Regions from separate parts of the Bicyclus anynana genome. Here region 2 is linked to region 1. The links are chromatin contacts, called in public Hi-C maps. All regions are on one chromosome and are shown on one strand. The core of a region is the stretch at or near the end of the contact, and the rest is flanking DNA. Distances in the headings are between cores, read along the strand shown.

Region 1 (3,391 bases), core at 439-2,938:
CCTTTGCATCTAGTTTATTGTATGAAGTCTGATTGCATCAGATCTAATAGGAGATGACGTATGTAGTTGTGAAGATACCTATTAAAGATAAGTAGATAAAACCTGTGTATATTTACATTGTCAAATTAAAACGTTATAGGTAGTTGGGTTGTAAACAAGTTTCGTAAGCTATGCCTACTGCCTAGGTCACAGGGTCCTTTACTCAAGTATCTACGAGTGTCGAGTATAACATTTACCTAACTGGTGTCTTACCTAGATTTTTATGCCTTATAGGTGGAATTCAAAACTAAATAGGTACTTAACTACACGTGCATAAATTACTAGAAATAATTGTACCGAAAGCTTTGATTATATATACGTATAGGTATATAATCAAAGACCGAATGTTATCTTTTCGTATATCGCGCTTTAAGGGAATCTAATTCTAGACTACTAAAGTTGTCTATGTTCTGAGTTGTATGTTGTCTGTTAAAGTTTTCTTTTTAGCCAACTTCGTAGGAGGGAAGAGGAAATAAGGAGGAGGTTCTACGAGTATGTTCTGCTGTGTGTTTGTAAATTAGGTCGTAGGCAATGACATTATAAAAAAGTCGTAGGTAACTAATTCGTTATATTATCTAAAATAGTAAGTATAACCACAGTATACTTATTGTATAAAGTATACTGTGGTATAACAATCTCGAAAAAACCTTGACGTCAAACTTAAGTTACCTACAAACGAAACATGTTTTTTATTAGGTAGGTACCTACCATCCAATGTTTAAGTTTTGAGTGTTCTATTCTGAGTACTTAGAATATAACAAGTAGGGTACCTTACGTAGACGGAGAATTTACTTCTCTGTATACAGTTTAATTTACTAAAATGAGTTTTTGTTTACCTACCCACATAAAATATAGGTACCTACCTACTTACTTATTTATTCGTATAAGATAATGTAGGTACAATACGAGTGATCAGGCTTTATGGCCATATCTAGAAATCGGAACTTGGAAAAAAATTTTTTAAAGTGATTTTTTTTTCTTTTTTCTTTCCCGTATGGAAAAGGCAAAGGTATTATACCGTACAGCCATGTCTTAAATTTTAAAATGATTTGCATAATAAAAAATATAAATTCTTTACACACTTTATGCAAACTTTTTAAAAACATGTTCAAAAATGGAAGAATGAAGAGAATAAAAATAAAAATAGTCCTTAGAAGTTAAAACGGCGTCAATCTTCTCGACAAGTTTCATAAATTGTAAAATATTCAGACGTTCAATCGTGCGCATCTTCAAAGTCAAGTTATTTTTAAGCAAGACAGACCGCGAAGTCGGTAAGTAATAATATAGCTTACCAGTAGTGCAATCCCATCCAATTTCAAAACACCAACACCGATATTTGTTCAATAGACGTTATTAACATCCTTTCATAATTACATAGGTACACTGTTTTATGTCCACACAATAGGATCCCCGCGAGAATACCGCGAAATCACAATAATATCTTATTTATCAAAATAAAGAGGAAACATAACAAGAAAACAGAGAGTAAGACTGTTCACGGCCGCGGTTTGCTTTTAATTATAATAATGTTTCATGCTTGCCACAGAAATCTAAGTTAGCAGTTTGTTTTTTGAAGCCAACTGTTTCGATATTAGTATTTTTAGCGCAAGGTAGCGACACTCCTCCCTCGATTTGTTTCGGTCACTGACTGTTGTTCTGTGAATGCGTCGATTCGATTATGAACTCGACCTGTTTGCTGTTTGACTTGATTTTTTCAACTACTGCACCGTACAACTCTCGACGTTAGTGCTTAATTAATGTGTATTTTTATACAAAATTTTAGTTAAATAACCAAATTAGAATTTACCAAAATGTATATTGTGAATTTAAAACACCGATTACACTTTTATTAAAAAAAATAAAATACACTGCCATCTTTCAAGTGAATCTGGAAACTTGTTGATCTTCAGCCGTGACATGTTGTAGAAGTTCCAATTATTATCACAAGACGCATACGCGTCGTAGTTCTTCTACCGTTGTATAGATGGCAGTTTTCCAGAATCTGTTGCAAAACTTAATAGTTCATGCAGTTCGTCATAGAGGGCGCTGTTATGTATTTTATCTGAAAATATTTAAAATGACAATAAATTATTTATTATATACACTGACTGACGGAAAATTCAAATTGCCATGAACGTATCGTTCCTTGCATATTATTATTTTTAAGAATTAATTTTTCCGGCTCTTTTCTTGAACTTTCAGCAATCTTATTTAACAATTGGATACAATAAAAGGACGTTTATGATGACCTTAAACTTTTTTCTGTCTAGTAAGTATTAATTAAATAAAATAAAAGTTATATTATAAAAGCGAAAATTTGTCTGAATGGTTGTTTGGATGTTTGTTTGAATGTGTGTATGTTTGATTGTTACTCTTTATCGCCGCAACTTTTGCTGAAATTTGCAGCGATTTGGCTGAAATTTGAAATGGAAATAGATTTTACTCTGGATTAACACATAGGCTACATTTCATCATAGATTTGTGAAAAACTAAATTCCACGCGGACGAAGTCGCGGGCCAGTAATAAATATTTAATATTATTTACTTCAAAATCTATACTAAGATATAAAGCTGAAGAGTTTGTTTGTTTGTTTGGTTGAACACGCTAAACTGACTGATTTCAAAAATTCTTTCAATGTAAGATAGCCCAATTTTCGAGCAAGGCTGTATATTATCCCCGTACGGGAACTGATTTGATCAACCCATAATCAGCTCACTGCTGAGCTCAAGTCTCCTCTCAGAATGAGAGGGGTTAAGCCAATAGTCCACCACGCTGGCCCAATGCGGATTGGCAGACTTCACATACGCAGAGAGTTACGAAAATTCTCTGGTATGCAGGTTTCCTCACGATGTTTTTCCGTCACCGTTTGAGACACGTGATATTTAATTTCTTAAAATGCACACAACTGAAAAGTTGGAGGTGCATGCCCCGGACCGGATTCGAACCCACACCCTCCGGAATTGGAGGCAGAGGTCATGTCCACTGGGCTATCACGGCTTATTTAGTAGTATAATTTAATATATCTTTGTTATAGTTATTTTATAACTTGGCATGTTCGTTGATGACACTCTCATGATATGCGTGCGACGGGGGGGAAAGGACTGCGCGGGTGTGAAGTCGTGCGGGCGGGGCAGACGGAAGGACTGCGAGGGTATTGAAGTCGAGCGCGGGGCATCGGTACACCCTCCCGGCCCGCGCGGACGATCGGAAGTGTTACGAACGAATTTGCCAAGCTTTAAGGAATGATCCCTGACCTGCCTCTACTGCTCACTGGTGTACCACTACTGGTAGCTGGGTTACCACCAACAATTCTGATAAATAACGTATCATCTTCATCGTCAGGCTTTTGAT
Region 2 (3,391 bases), core at 584-3,083, 160 kb after region 1:
CTAATAGGATTCCGATTGCGTTCAGTTTATTACACACAATCACGTTATCAGCGTGTAGGTACGCATGCACTATACAGTCATGAAGCTACGCATATGCGAATGAACAGGCGCCATTAACTCTAGGTACGAATATGTGTATGCAGATTATCGAGATACTTATAAATACAATGTTGAAGGATTTAAGCTTGTGGAGTTTGTTTGCCCATTAACTTATTCATGTAAAGAGACTCATCACACTCAGTACACGTAGGTACTTTTCAGTACGATTTAATTTTAACTAACTTGCGTTTTCTACGTAAACGAGATACAAATATGCATGAAGACAAAATAGTCTCAACATTATCGCTTGTTAATTATAGGGCATTTATTCAGTCACCTTCAATGGTGTTCGATCGCCATTTTCATCAATGAATTTCGATCTTTACATAGTATAGTCGTTCGTGGTAGTCAGTAGTTTCACATAACTGATGTTGTCCAAATCTATATACTTCCTAGACATTATGTAAGTTATTATGTAAGTTTGCTAGCTAAGGTACATTTCATTGTACGTCGGTTCTTATAGTCAAAACGACTTTTTGTAAAAATGATATAATATTATGTTATTCTATTGATATTATTATACGTATACATAACGATGATAGAAGAATTTCAGAATAGATAACTTGCTATGATGGTTAGTAACAATAATAATTGTAGATAACCATATAAGGTAGTTCACTGAAATACGCATAAGTGCAATCAGTCCCTAAGACTACTTAGGGAGGTATTTATAAAGACAATTTAAAGTAACTAGGTAATTGAATTTACTAAAATTATGAATAATTTCATTAACGTGCCCACCCACTAAATGCCTAGGTACGCTACTTAAGTTAAATGGATTGCCCATTGAGTTCAAGTTTCTAATCTATCTACAAACTAAAATTTACTTATTTTAGCGATTCATTGCAATTACTATACACTTTAATAATTCATTTACTGGGTGCTCACAATACTTAATAGGTAGGTACTTCTCGTATATAGCTAATTGCAACTGCCCCGCTAGTCCAGTGGTTAGCCTATGTGGCTTCAGATCATGAGATTCTGGGTTCTACTAGCCTTGGATCGAGCTACGATATATTAGGTTTTCTTTCTTTCAAAAAAATTTTGATAATAAATCTGAGGTTTATAAATTGTTGTTGTTACCACCCTGCAGACGCCGAGAGCTCTTTAAGCTGCCGGTTTCTGGTCATTATCTAAAGTCTGATATCTATTTGTGATGATGATCATTGCAAGAGTAAAAATTACCGTTACCGTTAAATTAGTAAATAGGTAGACTCACCTGATTGTAAGTGATGATGCAATCTAAGATGGAAGCGGGCTAACTTGTTAGGAAGAGGATGAAAATCCACAGCCCTTTTAATTTCTACATGACATCGTACCGGAACGCTAAATCGCTTGGCGGTACGTCTTTGCCGGTAGGACAGTAGCCACGGCCAAAGACTCCAACGAGCCAGACCTGGACCAATTAAAAAAACCTCAATCGGTCCAGCCATGATCGAACCCAAGACCTCCGTCTTGTAAATCAACCGCTCATACCACTGCGTCACTGCGTTAAATTGGATGACACGCGATAAATATCTGCAACATATTTAAATTACAGTTTAATAATATTGCTTCCCCTCTTCCGTAGGTGTGATATCGGCGGGCGTGAGCGTCCCTGTGCAAATACCTTCGCAGGGGCCGGACCTCGCGTCGAATTATTGGGGACGGCTTCAGTGATCTCAGCTATTCGGGTTCCCGCATCGACTGCTCTCGATGCCTGAGAACCCGACCACCGTGCCCGAGTTGCCATCTAGCGGCGACATAGCGCACAACTACGCCGACTCTCACTTGTCTATGAACGCTTTAAACATGACAGCCGGCCATGACAGCGCCGTTTTGGCGGGAGATATGCAAGAGAACTCTGTGTCGTAAATCGAAATCGAACACAAATTGTGAAATAAAGTTAATACGCAATACCCAGTGGTTATTTTTTAGTGTTTTAATGGTGCAACGTATTTATTTGTGTATAGTTTTTGTATTAACGTGTTACGGCTAAGCAACTGATGATGTTCAAATGTAGGAGTAAGTAATGGTCGTACACTTTGAGCTATGTTGCGTTGCTACTCGACATACATACGTTCTTTTAACCTACTCATTTGCTTGCTAATAAACTAGTGTACATTTTTGCAGCATGTTTCATTGTGTATGATCGAATAAATTATAGAGAACAATAGTGGCGTTATTGTAAATATATAGAGCGCCATCTATTGTCGAGTAGAGGAAGTCTCCTCCGCAATTCGTTTTCCTCGACATGAAATTAAATGTAAATTGTTTGTGCCAACGTTTGTAATAATTGAGTGTTCCACGCCCTATGCGAGTTCCAACCCTTTCATTTCTTTGATGTATGCAATGGGGGTGCAAAATGTTAATGCTGTATAGAAAAACGTGGCAATAAGCTTCGTTACAACGATTTGTTTCTCACCCCTGCATCGGGGCAAATTGTCACAGACACAGACGAAGCGTGTTTGTATATTTTGTATCATAAATATAAATCAATTGACATTTACCATACATAATTAGTATTTTTAGGGAAGAAAATTTTCAAAAAACAGCCTTCGATTCTTTTATACCTTGGATGCACTAGTTATCGAATACACTGTTCATTGGTAGATAATTAAAGTCCACTTACCTGGCATCAAATTATTTAAGACTCAAAGTAACATATGTTTTTTTAATGCTAAATTGGAAGCAATCAAAAAATTCTAGCTTTGAAAACAAGGTTTTTACCAAACTTTGCATTCAAAGCTACCTACAATTTCTGCTACCCTTGGAATTATGTAAAAAGCCTGTAAATATTATTATTTACTAGCGGACGCCCGCGACTTCTTCCGCCTTTAGACCTTTTTAATCCAGCCCTTACAGTAATATCGCTGTAAAATGGAGTAACTTCTCCCGTTTTCCCAACATTTCCCTTCACTGCTCTGCTCCTATTGATCGTAGCGTGATGAAAAGTATACTATAACCTGCCCAAGAGTATAAATAATAATTGTACTAAGTTTCGTTAAAATCCGTCGAGTAATTTTTGTTCCTATAACGAACATACAGACAGACAAAAAATTTTACTGATTGCATTTTTGGCATCAGTATCGATCACTAATCACCCCCTGATAGTTATTTTGGAAATATATTTCATGTACAGAATTGACCTCTCTACAGATTTATTATAAGTATAGATGAACACAAATGCCTCTAATGGTTATTGTATTTCTAAAACACATTCATGTATACTTTGTTGCATTCTAACTTACATTCGCTTTAAACATGAACTCTACTATGGGCCTCATTAGAAGGCTCAAAATCACTCAGCGGG

What was found. Hi-C and Micro-C count contacts between places; a contact is called where the count stands out from the background.
Region 2: a Hi-C map of whole larva shows a contact between it and region 1, with 4 times the contacts expected there. The contact joins the enhancer-like site here to the promoter of LOC112048345 in region 1. A contact is called at or near these places in 2 of 2 Hi-C or Micro-C datasets (whole body and whole larva).

Annotation. Positions count from the first base shown.
Region 1 is chr23:10,228,726-10,232,116 of ilBicAnyn1.1, forward strand. It overlaps LOC112048345 (torso-like protein), which reads right to left and starts at 1,689. Exons shown (of 7, transcript XM_052888639.1): 1 at 1,332-1,689. LOC128199376 reads right to left here. Exons shown (of 4, transcript XM_052888625.1): 3 at 3,295-3,391; 4 at 1,865-2,101. The coding sequence ends at 2,098.
Region 2 is chr23:10,385,113-10,388,503 of ilBicAnyn1.1, forward strand. It overlaps LOC112047137 (paired box protein Pax-6), which reads left to right. Exons shown (of 11, transcript XM_052888635.1): 11 at 1,670-3,316. The coding sequence ends at 1,758. Among protein-coding and RNA genes, the nearest start is that of LOC112047113, 18 kb to the right of the region's middle. Within about 2 kb of position 1,834, at least 8 of the 8 cell types and tissues checked have open chromatin away from gene starts, as enhancers often do.